Linked DNA regions of Mus musculus: regions 1, 2 and 3 are each linked to region 4. A link is a contact called in public Hi-C, Micro-C and promoter capture Hi-C data. All regions are on one chromosome and are shown on one strand. Each heading gives the region's core, a stretch centred on a gene start, on an enhancer-like site or on the middle of the called end of the contact. The rest is flanking DNA. Distances are from core to core; before and after follow the strand shown. Region 1 overlaps Il34 (interleukin 34). Region 2 holds the start of Il34 (interleukin 34). Region 3 overlaps Sf3b3 (splicing factor 3b, subunit 3). Region 4 holds the start of Vac14 (Vac14 homolog (S. cerevisiae)).

Region 1 (2,700 bases), core at 200-2,699, 130 kb before region 4:
CCACTAACTGAGAGCGAACCCCATGGGGCTGGTGGGACGGCTCTGAGTAAAAGGCACACCTGGTACCCAGGACTGATGGCCTGAGTCCAATTCCCAGAACCCACATCAAGGCGGAAGGAGAGAACCAACTCCTGAAAGTTAATCTTTGACCTCCACATCAGTGCTGAGAGTCATGTCCACACTATTAATAATAACAATAAATAATAAGGTGTCAGATTCTAGACTCACTGATGTGTAGTATGTTCACAGGCTGTGCGAAGGTTACCTTTGTAAGTGTCAGATGAACCATATTTTTCACTTCCAAAGTACCATGTCTCCTGAAAATCCTGGGTTCCTCCCCTGGGCCTGAAACTTCAGCCCTTACAGGACTTGTGTATCTGATCTCACACCCCCCACCCCCACCTCCTTTGTCCGAGGGGAAAAGAGAGCTGTCTTTTAGCCCAGTTGTCCAGATCTGACCTCTCAGTAGAGGACCTGTCTGTTGTCAACGCTGCTAGGCTGCGTTCCTCTCTTGGGGGTCCCGTCTAAACAGTTTCTGCCTCATAGCTTATGGTTTGTTCTTGTTCCTCTTCAGAAACATTACTTCCCCATCAACTACAGGATTGCTGTGCCTTATGAGGGGGTACTCAGAGTGGCCAACATCACAAGGCTGGTGAGGACCCTTCCCGGGGTGGGGAGCCGCTGCCTGCCACAAGTCACTTAGAAGCTTGTGGGTCTTGGCAGGTTGTCCCATTGGCCTTTCCCTAGCCACTCAAGCAAAGCCTGCCACTAACCTAGGCCCAAGGTTGTCTGCTGGCAGCCGTGGGTGACTGTGATGGGTCCCAGGCAGTGGCAAATGCATGGGGGTAGGGGAGTGGTCAGTGCCCAGAGGCCTACGCTTGTGCGTCACTGATGTCTCCTGTCCCTGCAGCAGAAGGCTCACGTGAGTGAGCGAGAGCTTCGGTACCTGTGGGTCTTGGTGAGTCTCAATGCCACTGAGTCTGTGATGGATGTACTTCTCGAGGGCCACCCGTCCTGGAAGTATCTACAGGAGGTTCAGACATTGCTGGAGAACGTACAGCGGAGCCTCATGGTGAGCTGTGCGCATGCGCGTGTGGGTTTGGCCGATGCTGGCAAAGGGCTAAGAAGGGAGAGTTCTGCCATGCGCTGAGCATGTGAGACACACGAGGGATGGGGACAGAGAGGATTTGGGACCTTGTTTCAAGCTTACCTGAGCGCCCCTCTTAAAAAAATTTTTTTTATTATTGTTGTTTTTAATTTTATAACCCATTGAGTCCAATTACTTCTGCCCACTGTTCACTACCCACGCTGGCTAGACCTTGTACAGGTGTTGTGAGGTAACCAGTGTACTCATGGGTGCACCGGGCATGCCATCTTCATAAGACAGCATTATTTATTTGCTTGTTTGAGAGAGTTTCATTCTGAAACCCCGCCTGGCCTGAAACTTGCTGTGTAGAACAGGCTTTGCCTCTTGTGTCCTGAGTCTTAGACAAGCCAGGGAATCCTCTAATTTCATATTTGTATCTGAAAAAATGAGGCTCCTCTAGAAAGGGGAGAAGGAAGAAGGCAGAAGATAGTGAAATTTTTTTGTTCTTTAAAGACACAGAAATATTGTAAGAATGTGTCTGCATTTTAATCCCAGGTGTGGGATATGGGGCTGCTTCAGATTGTCCACAGCAGCTGACTCTGATTTGCCTCGTGCTCTAGCAGAGGCATGGTTTTGTCAGCTGCAGATAGTTTCTGCGAGTGTGTGATGTTTGGATGGATGGATAGATAGATAGAAGGGGTTGTTTTGGACAGCTGGTGGTTAGATGTCGTTTGTTACACAGTTTGTTGAGATGAGAAGAAGAAATTAGATATTCTGATGGTGGGTGAAGATCAAACATGCCCCAAGAACTTGACACCCCTAATCAGCAGGAAGTAGTCTAATGATAACATCGCCCCCTTTCCCCTCTATGCTTTTTTCTCTACTATTTAGTGTTAGGGGGTGGAGAAGGGTGGAAGAAAAAAAGAACCCACAAAGTAGCCAAAGGTTCAGTTACAAGGTGGACTGACAGGAACTTTCAGAGTATTGAAACTGTTCTGTGTAACTCGGTGACAGTGGACACTCTGCTTTTATCAAAAGCCCGTGGAGCGTGGAGGGCGAGCCATAATGACTATGACTTGAGTTTAGAACAAGCATGGGAAGGAAAGGAGATAGTGTGTGGCATGACTGTAACCCAGCACTCTGGAGGCTTGAGGTGGGGGAGATGTTAGGTTCAAGGCCAATCTGGGTTACATAGTGGGAGCCTGTCTCAGAAGCAGCCCTCGAAGCCATCTGATCATCCAACCGAAAACCTCCCGAGTTGTAACCTGACAGACATGTCCCTACCTCCTCAGGCCGTTGGTGTACACCTGCCGGGACACGTACTTGTGACCCTGCTCAGCCAGCTGCCTGGCCTCCCCAGCCCATGGGCCAGATCATTTGACACCAGCTGGGAGCTTCTGATGATGAAAGGTTTGGGACAGGCGACTGTTTTTGCAGCTGTCTGGAACTTCTCCTGGGATGGTTCTCCCAGTTCCTGCTAAGAGGGTCGCACGGATTTGCCCTTTTGTGCTTGTGAGCAAGATGGGTGTCCTGGGCAAGCTGGCTTGGCTTGAGGAAGAGACCTTTTCTGCCTTTGTTTTACCCATCGAACAGACACCGAGAAGCTAATGTGT
Region 2 (2,786 bases), core at 122-2,621, 190 kb before region 4:
GGCCTTTAGGTAGGCCAGGCTGTAACTAGAGAAGGCAGCTTTGCTCGTGAAGCTTGGAGAAACATCTGCAAGAGGCCATGTGGCAAAGAAATCTGTGGAAAAGCAGTTGACAGTGGAGTCTGATGACTTACTTGAGTGTGGCTGTGGTAACAGGAGGGTTGGCTGTCCTGAGCTCTGCAAGACCTGATGCCATCTTCATCCTGAATCAGCAGCCTATAAATTGAGCACTTGGAGGAAAGAAAGGACAGCACACCAGGTCCAGAGGCTCTGAAGAGTGGCATCTTGTGGCTGTGTCCCCATCTCTACCTCTTCTGTCTGACAGGATAGCCTTGACAGAGCTTTTGTGGAGGGCCTTTGTGGTGTGGTCCCAGTAGCCACTGCAAGGGGGGATGGAGAGTTAGCTGGGTGCATACCAGTGTGGGCACATTGTCTTCCTGCAAGTTCAGGGAATCCAGTTCTCTCAATCTAATTAAGAACGCCTTTCTTGAACAACACCATTCATTAGCATTTAGAATAGGGCAAGCCCTTGTGTCCAGATCAGCATTCCCAGACTAAGCTGTGTGGAGTCCCTTGAGTGGCCCTTTACTGAGAGAGGCTGTGTTTAAGTTGAGGAAAGCTAGTCTTCCTCCCTTGTTGATAACGATGCCTTCAAAACACCACCACTACCATTGCTATGTCTAGGTGGAAGAGCTGAAGGATCTTTCAGGGGATGGAAGTCACCACCTGTAACTACTCCAAAGACAGTCATAAAATTAGGGAAGAGTGGTGGCACAAGCCTATAATCATAGCACTATAAAGTCAATCTCTAGACTAATTTGAAGCTAGCCTGGGCTATACTGGGATACTAAAAGGTTGGCAAAGAAAGAGATGTTGTCCCAGCTGCACAGGGCCTTGTCACTATTACCAGGAAAGCAAAAGTGGCTATGTCTGCAGGTGTGGCTCAGAGTCTTCAGAGGTTCCCATGAGGGTTGTCTCAGGCTTTGGTGTTAGACCTCAGTAAGCAGCTGTGTGTGTTCTTGGGTAAACTACCTCCCTGCGCTCAGGTCTTGTCTGTAGACAGGTTAACAAGCCAAACAAACAAACCAAAAAAACAACAAAAAAAACCTCTCCTAGGTCCCATCAGCTGTACTCAATTTTGTAATGAAAGAGGTATTCCAGGTATTAAAGAGAGGACCTGGAATTTTCCCCTAAAAACCAGTTCAATCTACATAGAAACTAAAGATACCCCAGATTCTAGAGACACCCCATATTCACCCTCAGGGCTGTCCCCTTGCCTTGACTGACTGTGCTTGATGCTCCCTCCTACTCCACACTCCAAGACAGGCTGGGGCCATGTGGCCCCGCCCCACCCTGCCCTTGTTAGCTCCGGTTCTAGAAACAAATCTGAGCTGCTGTAGCGTGTGTCCCCCGCCCTCCGAGAAGACTGTAGGCTGAACACACAACAGCCTGTCCCACACAGCATTTACTGCCACAGCCCCCAAGGCACCTGCTCCAGGCCTTGAGCTGCTCAAAGCTTCCGGCGACGGCGACTGTAGAAGCCCACATCCTGGCAGGTGAGCAGGTAAGCAGAATGGATGGGTTTCTTTCACAAGGCTGCTCCCTCCCCGTCGCAGTCTCTGAGGGCCGATTTAACAGGCAGAGAGACTTGAGCCCCAGTCGATAAGGTGCTGGCTAAGAAGCTCTGAAATGGTATGAACTCTGCTGCGGGGTTTTTTTTTTTTTTTAATTTTTTTTCATCCAATGATTTCGCAGCCTTGCGGGAGAAAAATAGAGCTGTATAACTTATCAAATTGACTTACCTGTGCTTCCGTCCTGGTTCTGTCAGTTGGCAAATGCAATCTCTGAGTGCTTTTGGCTTCCTGGAACTGAACATTGCTTTAGCTCTTTATACCTTATTGTGCCATGTGCATGAATTATTACTTGTATAAACTTCCTTGTCAAAAATTAATTGAGGCTAGCTGGCATGGTGAGGCACTCTGGAATGCCAGCACATGGGAGGTGGAGGTGGGAGAATTAGTCACCCTTGGTTACTTAGCAAGTTCAAGGCCAGCCTCAAATTAAAAAAAAAAAAAAAAACTTTAAAAGAAAGGAAAACACAGGGCAGGGAGAGAAGTGTTTGCAGGGTGCTGAGGACCTGAGTTCTTTCTCTAGAACGTGTGTGAAGAAACACTGGGCATGGTGGCATGTTTGTAATCCCTGTGCTGGGGAGGTGGGGACAGGTGGATTCTTGGGGCTTGCAGGCTGGGCAGTCAAGCCTGCTTGGCTAGTTCCAGGCCAATGAGAGACCCTGTCTCAAAGAAAGGTGGGCAGTGACTAAAGGAATGGCACATAAAGTGATTCTCTGCCCTCTGCATTGCAACACACACACACACACACACACACACACACACACACACATACACACGGAGAGGGGGGAGGGAGAGAGAGAGAGATTGCATAGGTGAGCCAGTGTTTTAGAAATTATAATGAAGTGCTTCTACTTTTACACTTTGCTTTTTGTTTGTTTGTTTTGGGTTTTTTTTTGTTGTTGTTGTTGGGTTTTTTTGTTTTTGTTTTGGGTTTTTTTTTTTTTGAGACAGGGTTTCTCTGTGTCGCCCTGGCTGTCCTGGAACTCACTCTGTAGACCAGGCTAGCCTCGAACTCAGAAATCTGCCTGCCTCTGCCTCCCGAGTGCTGAGATTAAAGGTGTGCACCACTGCCCGGGTTTTTGTTTTTGTTTTTTTTTAATTAAACAGGGTCTTACTGTATAGCCCTGGCTGCCCTGGAACTTGCTATGTCGACCAGGC
Region 3 (2,951 bases), core at 81-2,580, 210 kb before region 4:
TTGAACATTCTGTTTTGTGTGTGCATGTGTGTAGTGACTGCACATAGAAGTGTTGTGAAAGGTTTCTAAAACTGTTGTGTCTCAACTGCCTTTCTAATGCTAGTAAATTTGAATTTTTCCTAACAGCTCCTCTGTTTTCTTTTTTCCAGATGAGTTTGATGCCTACATCATTGTGTCTTTCGTGAATGCCACACTTGTGCTATCTATCGGAGAGACTGTGGAAGAAGTGACTGACTCTGGCTTCTTGGGCACCACTCCAACCTTGTCCTGCTCCTTGTTAGGAGATGATGCACTGGTGCAGGTGAGCGTGCACCTCCTCAGCGTGCCTTGGCCGTCCGTCCTTTGCCCATCCTTTGCCCATCCTTCTCTTGTTTTGTGGTGTGCTTGAATTCATGTTTCTTCATTCTCACCTTCCAGAAAACCTGAGGGGAGGGTCTAATGTCTTATCAACATAAAAAGGGGTACTGAGAATTCATCCCTTTCAGGCTTTGAATAACTCGGCAGTTAGGAAAATTTGAAGCCTAACATTTCCTCCCTGTTGGTCATTCCCTATCACTGCTTTTCTCATCTTTATCATTAACATGTGGGCTTGGGACCTTTCTCAACTGAGGTGGCAAAGCATGAACATTTCAAAAACAAGCAGTGCCTCATTTGTGTGGTCCCAGTGTGCCAGTGTGAGGGCCATTCTGGGTGACAATCAGATTGCTAGTTAGATGTTCTTCTTTGACTGACTTCTAGGTGTATCCAGATGGCATCCGACACATACGAGCAGATAAAAGAGTTAATGAGTGGAAGACTCCCGGCAAGAAAACGATTGTGAAGTGTGCAGTGAACCAGCGACAAGTGGTGATCGCCCTGACTGGGGGAGAGCTGGTCTATTTCGAGATGGATCCTGTATGTTACTTGTTTTGTTCTGCTGGCCCTGTGTTATCTTCCATTATGGTCCTTGGGGTGGGGTTCTGTTGTTGTGCTTAGGCAGTGTTGTCAGTGTATGTATCTTAAGCATGCATGGATTCACAAGAAAGAGAATTGGGACTCTGAAGTGTCCACAAACAAGACAGTTTGGCCCCTTTTTTAAAGATTAAGGACAAAAACTAGGAAATCTAATTCAGATTACAGATGTGAAATCTCTTGAAAGCCAAATAGCTTGTTTTGTACCTCATCCTCATCTTCTAGTGAATATTTGGTAAAGAATTCTTTTATTTTCTTCTGTCTCGTTTCTCTTTTTTTGTTTTTTGTTTTGTTTTGTTTTGAGATACAGTCTAATGTAGAATTCTAGGCTGGTGACTCACAGCAGTCTTCCTGTCTCAACTTCACAAGTGCTGTGATTAGTCATGAGTTACTATTCCTGATTTTGCTATTTTATATGAAAATGTATCCAGAACTTACCTTCTACAGAAATCTCTAGTAGACTTGACATTTTTGTTGTTGTTTTGACTGTGTTTGAATTGGCTTTGGTGTATTAGGAAAGGGTTTTGTTTTTGAGATGGTCTCATGTAGACTAGATTGGCCTTGACCCTGTTCTTCTGTCTCCCTTTCTGTTTCCCATGTGCTAGAATTATAGTCTTGCATTACCACAGCTGGCTTTGTTCAGGGTTCTCATGATGAGAACAGATAAATGGCTTTATATATTTGTTTCTTGGTCTAGGATAGTGTATATTTATGCTACATCCTGCTTTTTTTCTTTCCCTCTGGGGCACTAACCTGTGAAGTTGATTTTGGGATCTGAAATGGTGAGATTCTTGGTCACTGACTTACTAAAAAGTGGAGTGAGATATAAAACAGTGTTAGCAGTGTTGCTCAGTTGATAGATCTCTAGCACTGTATAAACAGGGTGTGTTCAGACCCTTTGTAATCTCAGAACTCAGAGGAGGCCATGGTCTCAGGTTCATCCTTGAACGTAGCTAATAATAGTTACATGAAACCCCATCTCAGAAGCAAAAAGAGGGGTGAGAGGAGGCAAAAATAAAATTAAATTTAAAAAAAGTCTTAACAGCCCATCTTCCTTTCATACATAGTCCAGAGCTACAGGGTGAATTGTAGCACACAGACCTATTTTGTTTTTCTTCCTGTAGTCAGGACAGTTGAATGAGTACACGGAGCGGAAAGAGATGTCAGCAGATGTGGTGTGCATGAGTCTGGCCAACGTGCCCCCTGGAGAACAGCGATCTCGGTTCCTGGCTGTGGGGCTGGTGGACAACACTGTCAGAATCATCTCCCTCGACCCATCAGTGAGTGGCATTCTTAGTCTTCTGGGTGGGCCCTAAGCACCTGGCTCCCTAAAATCTGTGTCTATTGTTTTTCTCTCCTCTCCCCCATCTTGTCCAGCAGTGAGATCCTAAGCACCCAGTGTGGTGAGGTGTATGCTGCTGCCGCCTTTGATTCCCATAGCACACCTCGGGATGTTTAAGGATGTTGATCTGTGGCTACTATGTGTTTCTTCCTCAAAAGACTTGAATCCCTTTTGTAGTGTTTTAGATTCTATCTATGTTGTTCATGTTTTGCTTGCATGTTTGTATCAGGAAGTATCCAAGCCAACATGTAGATCCTGGGAGAGCAACAAGTTCTTTAAACCACTGGAGCCTTGCCTTCAGTTTAAAATCCTAAGACTGGTGATTAAAAAGGAATTTTACTTATTATAGGGCCTAATATGACTTTCTTACTTTGACCATTATCCACTTTGACAGAAATAAACAAGAGCTCCCCAAAACTTACTCTGAGATTTAGATTTAATAAGCATCTACTGTCTCAGTTTTCTTTTGGGGTTTCCATTTTCCTCAACAAAGATCCTCCTTCAATCCTAGCAGATTTCTGTGAGTATGTGTTTTCCAGAATTGTCTCTTACAGCAATTTTTCCTCCCCACTTCTGTTCCTTAGGACTGTTTACAGCCTCTGAGTATGCAGGCTCTCCCAGCCCAGCCTGAGTCTCTATGTATTGTGGAAATGGGTGG
Region 4 (2,780 bases), core at 264-2,763:
ATCACACAAGCTACAGAACTGCCCATCACAACCAAGTATTGTGCTTCCCAAATATCAACAGCACCGAGGTTAAAAAACTTTGAGTAAAGAGTCTATCCTAGTCAATGAGTGAGCACCACTCCATAGCTTAGGGCTGGCCATGTGACCATTGTACAATGACTGAAATGTTCTCTAGTCTGCACTGTGCAGCTGTAGTGGTTGGCTCCTGAACACCCAGATTATGGGTAGTGAAACTGACGTGCTGAATTTACAATTTGTACTGATTCATTACTTTGTTGTTGTTGTTGAGACTGGATCTAGCCCCGTGACCAATGCTAATCTCAAACGAGTACAGTATTTCTGCCCGAGCCTTCCAAGTGCCAAATCTCAAGCCTGTGTCACTACTCTGGTTAACTTAAATTTACATAGACACATATGGTCCGCTGTTACCAAGTTGGATGTCTTAACTCCTAATGTTTTTCTAGTTTTACAGGCTGCTGCTTTCTACTCTTCTGAAACCACCTACTCAACTGACTGTTACTAAGATTTGGCTGGGGGAAAAACACGTGCTCTCTCACATACTCAGCAAAACATTACCGAATTAAACATTCCCTATTTCGAACACCTGGAAACACCAGTGCACTATTACACACACGTATACTATTGCAGAAGCGGGGAAGGGCAAATCTTCCCATTTTCACTTGCAAGGGAGGGTGGCCTGACAATCTTCTGAGCATTGGATCACGTGCTTTGACCTATTTCTACACTTGGCCACTTCAGAAGCTGCAAAGAGAAGGCGGGACACCATAAGCAAATTCTCCACCTCCTCAGAGAGGCCACTCTCCGATCTAGCTGGCTTTTGACTGAGGCCACACTGAATGTGTCAGGTACTGCGCTAGGTTCTGCACATACCTTAAGTCAATTCATTTTCACTGCTATCTGGGAGCACCAGGAGGTTAAGACTAGCAAAGATAGGGCTCTTGGATTTCCCGCTCTAAAGCAATGTGCTAAGAGCTGAAACCGGAGAGGTCAATACCGAACCCTCGCCGCGGGCAAGCAGAACCGCTAGGCGCTGCAAAGCCAGGGCGGGGTCCCAGGAGCTCTTACTTCTCGATCTCCAGCGCTGCAACCTTCCGCTTTTCGTAGAGTTTATCATTCAGGGCCCTTACGATGTTGGGAGTGAGCGGCGCAAAATCCTTCTCTGGGTTCATGGTGGCAGCTCGCGCTGCGCCTGGGAGCCTCCAGACACCTTAGCCCGAGGTTGCCTGGGCCGTGCCAGGGCCGGGGGAGTGTGCGGCTCCGCGCGGACACCGGAGCCTGCTCATGGGCTATGCCGCCCAGGGCCCGCCTGCCTCGTCCCGCCGCCACGCGCCGCCTCGGGTCCCCCTGCTCCGACCCTGCTCTCCCACGCGCGACCCGGTCCGCCCCACGGCTCACGCGACCAGCTCCCGCCAGGAACCGGCAACGCTCACTGGGCCGCGGCCATGTTACTCAGGTCACGTGACGCCGCGAGCACTTCCGCCTTCCGCCGACCGAAGGTTCCGCCCCCCCAGGCCACGCCCTCTCGTGCTTGCTGCAGCGGATTGGCCACACTTGTCAGGGATCCACCCCACTCTTCACCTGCTGCTGGCTTCGGTGCGGGTTTTTGCTGAGAGTGAAGAGCAGGTGGTGGGAGCCGTTTCAGGCTCACTGCCAGAGCTTTGCGCAGAGCGGGGGGCTTCTGGAAACAGTTTATAGAGGGAGCCTAACTCAAATTTAATTTATGCATTAATTCTTTGGTCACTTAACAGTCACTTTCGCGTATGCCAACGTTTCCACCATTTTCACCATATCTTAACCATCTGTCTGATTTTACATTTTATTTCTGCGTGTGTGCATGCACCAACGAGCGCCTTTGGAGGCCATAGGGCAACTTGGGAGGGAGTCGGATCTCCCCACCCACTCACCATGTGGGGGTCCCAGGATTGAGCTCCAGTCCGCCAGGTTTGGCGGCAGATGCCTTTGTCTGCTGAGCCACCCCTCTAATCCAATTATTATTTTAGAGACAGGGTCTCAAACTCTCTCTATAGCTGAGGATAGCCTTGAAATCTCGATTCTCATGCCTTTATCTGCTGAGTGCAGGGATTACAGGCAAGCGTCACTACAGTTGATCTTATGTGGTGCTGGGCGTGGAACCCCGGGTCTGGTCAAGTCTACCAACTGAGTCAAACCCTCAGATTGTATTTAATACACATGTGCTACTCAGATGTGTGTGTACATATGTATGGAGATCCGAGGTCAGGTGTCCTCTTTTTTTTTTTTTTTTTGTTTGTCTGTCTGTCTGTTTGTTTTTTCGAGACAGGGTTTCTCTGTGTAGCCCCGGCTGTCCTGGAAGACCAGGCTGGCCTTGAACTCAGAAATCCTCCTGTCTCTGCCTCCCAAGTGCTGGGATTAAAGGCGTGAGCCCCCATGCCGGGCAAGGTGTCCTCTTTTGCTCTTATTTTTCCACCCTTATTGAGACAAGGTCTTATGTGTCCTAGGCTGGACTCTATGCATAGTGATTAAAAAAAAAAAGTCCTGGCTAATTTTTATGTCAACTTGATACAAGCTAGAATCATCTGAGAGGAGGAAGCCTCAATTGAGAAAATGCCTCCATTAAGATTGGGCTGTAGGCGAGCCTGTAAGGCATTTTCCTAATTAGTGATTGATGTGAGAGGGTCCTGCCCACCATGGGTGGGTCCACACTAGGCAGAGGTTGCTGGATTCTATAAGAAAGTAGGCTGAGCAAGCTTTAAGGAGAAAGCCGGTAAGTAGCATTCCTC

What was found. Hi-C and Micro-C count contacts between places; a contact is called where the count stands out from the background. Capture Hi-C pulls out chosen DNA fragments and counts their contacts.
Region 1: a contact with region 4 is called in a Hi-C map of the G1E-ER4 cell line, with 2.3 times the contacts expected there. The contact joins the enhancer-like site here to the promoter of Vac14 in region 4. A contact is called at or near these places in 6 of 39 promoter capture datasets (the 3T3-L1 cell line, 3T3-L1-derived adipocytes, the C10 cell line and 3 more), 1 of 15 datasets of contacts at CTCF or cohesin (the NIH/3T3 cell line), 17 of 484 Hi-C or Micro-C datasets (the 3T3-L1 cell line, 3T3-L1-derived adipocytes, the BV-2 cell line and 12 more), 9 of 115 datasets of contacts at active chromatin or transcription factors (the SCID.adh cell line, bone marrow-derived dendritic cells, embryonic stem cells and 2 more) and 2 of 9 other capture datasets (adipose tissue and pancreatic islet).
Region 2: a promoter capture Hi-C map of pancreatic islet shows a contact between it and region 4. The contact joins the promoter of Il34 here to the promoter of Vac14 in region 4. A contact is called at or near these places in 8 of 39 promoter capture datasets (3T3-L1-derived adipocytes, the HPC-7 cell line, HPC-7-derived erythroid cells and 6 more), 5 of 484 Hi-C or Micro-C datasets (B cells, the C10 cell line, the G1E-ER4 cell line and 2 more), 5 of 115 datasets of contacts at active chromatin or transcription factors (effector CD8 T cells, embryonic stem cells, memory CD8 T cells and 1 more) and 2 of 9 other capture datasets (adipose tissue and pancreatic islet).
Region 3: a contact with region 4 is called in a Micro-C map of granulosa cells, with 2.1 times the contacts expected there. The contact joins the enhancer-like site here to the promoter of Vac14 in region 4. A contact is called at or near these places in 9 of 39 promoter capture datasets (3T3-L1-derived adipocytes, the HPC-7 cell line, cranial neural crest and 6 more), 19 of 484 Hi-C or Micro-C datasets (B cells, the C10 cell line, the G1E-ER4 cell line and 13 more), 2 of 115 datasets of contacts at active chromatin or transcription factors (effector CD8 T cells and embryonic stem cells) and 2 of 9 other capture datasets (adipose tissue and embryonic stem cells).

The regions. Positions count from the first base shown.
Region 1 is chr8:110,746,615-110,749,314 of GRCm38.p6, reverse strand. Il34 (interleukin 34) reads left to right here. Exons shown (of 7, transcript NM_001135100.2): 4 at 575-652; 5 at 911-1,072. Among named protein-coding and RNA genes, the nearest start is that of Gm15894, 7.7 kb to the left of the region's middle. Within about 2 kb of position 1,449, at least 5 of the 459 cell types and tissues checked have an H3K27ac peak or open chromatin away from gene starts, as enhancers often do. A contact at or near this core is called in the G1E-ER4 cell line and the SCID.adh cell line, where this site is marked.
Region 2 is chr8:110,804,509-110,807,294 of GRCm38.p6, reverse strand. It overlaps Il34 (interleukin 34), which reads left to right and starts at 1,371. Exons shown (of 7, transcript NM_001135100.2): 1 at 1,371-1,561. Gm15895 (a long non-coding RNA gene) reads right to left here and starts at 2,099. Exons shown (of 2, transcript XR_003947455.1): 1 at 1,800-2,099; 2 at 1-377.
Region 3 is chr8:110,823,445-110,826,395 of GRCm38.p6, reverse strand. It overlaps Sf3b3 (splicing factor 3b, subunit 3), which reads left to right. Exons shown (of 26, transcript NM_133953.2): 12 at 150-301; 13 at 739-894; 14 at 2,076-2,231; 15 at 2,878-2,951. Among named protein-coding and RNA genes, the nearest start is that of Snord111, 14 kb to the left of the region's middle. Within about 2 kb of position 1,330, at least 28 of the 459 cell types and tissues checked have an H3K27ac peak or open chromatin away from gene starts, as enhancers often do. A contact at or near this core is called in embryonic fibroblasts and granulosa cells, where this site is marked.
Region 4 is chr8:110,617,300-110,620,079 of GRCm38.p6, reverse strand. It overlaps Vac14 (Vac14 homolog (S. cerevisiae)), which reads right to left and starts at 1,513. Exons shown (of 19, transcript NM_146216.3): 1 at 1,087-1,513. The coding sequence starts at 1,190.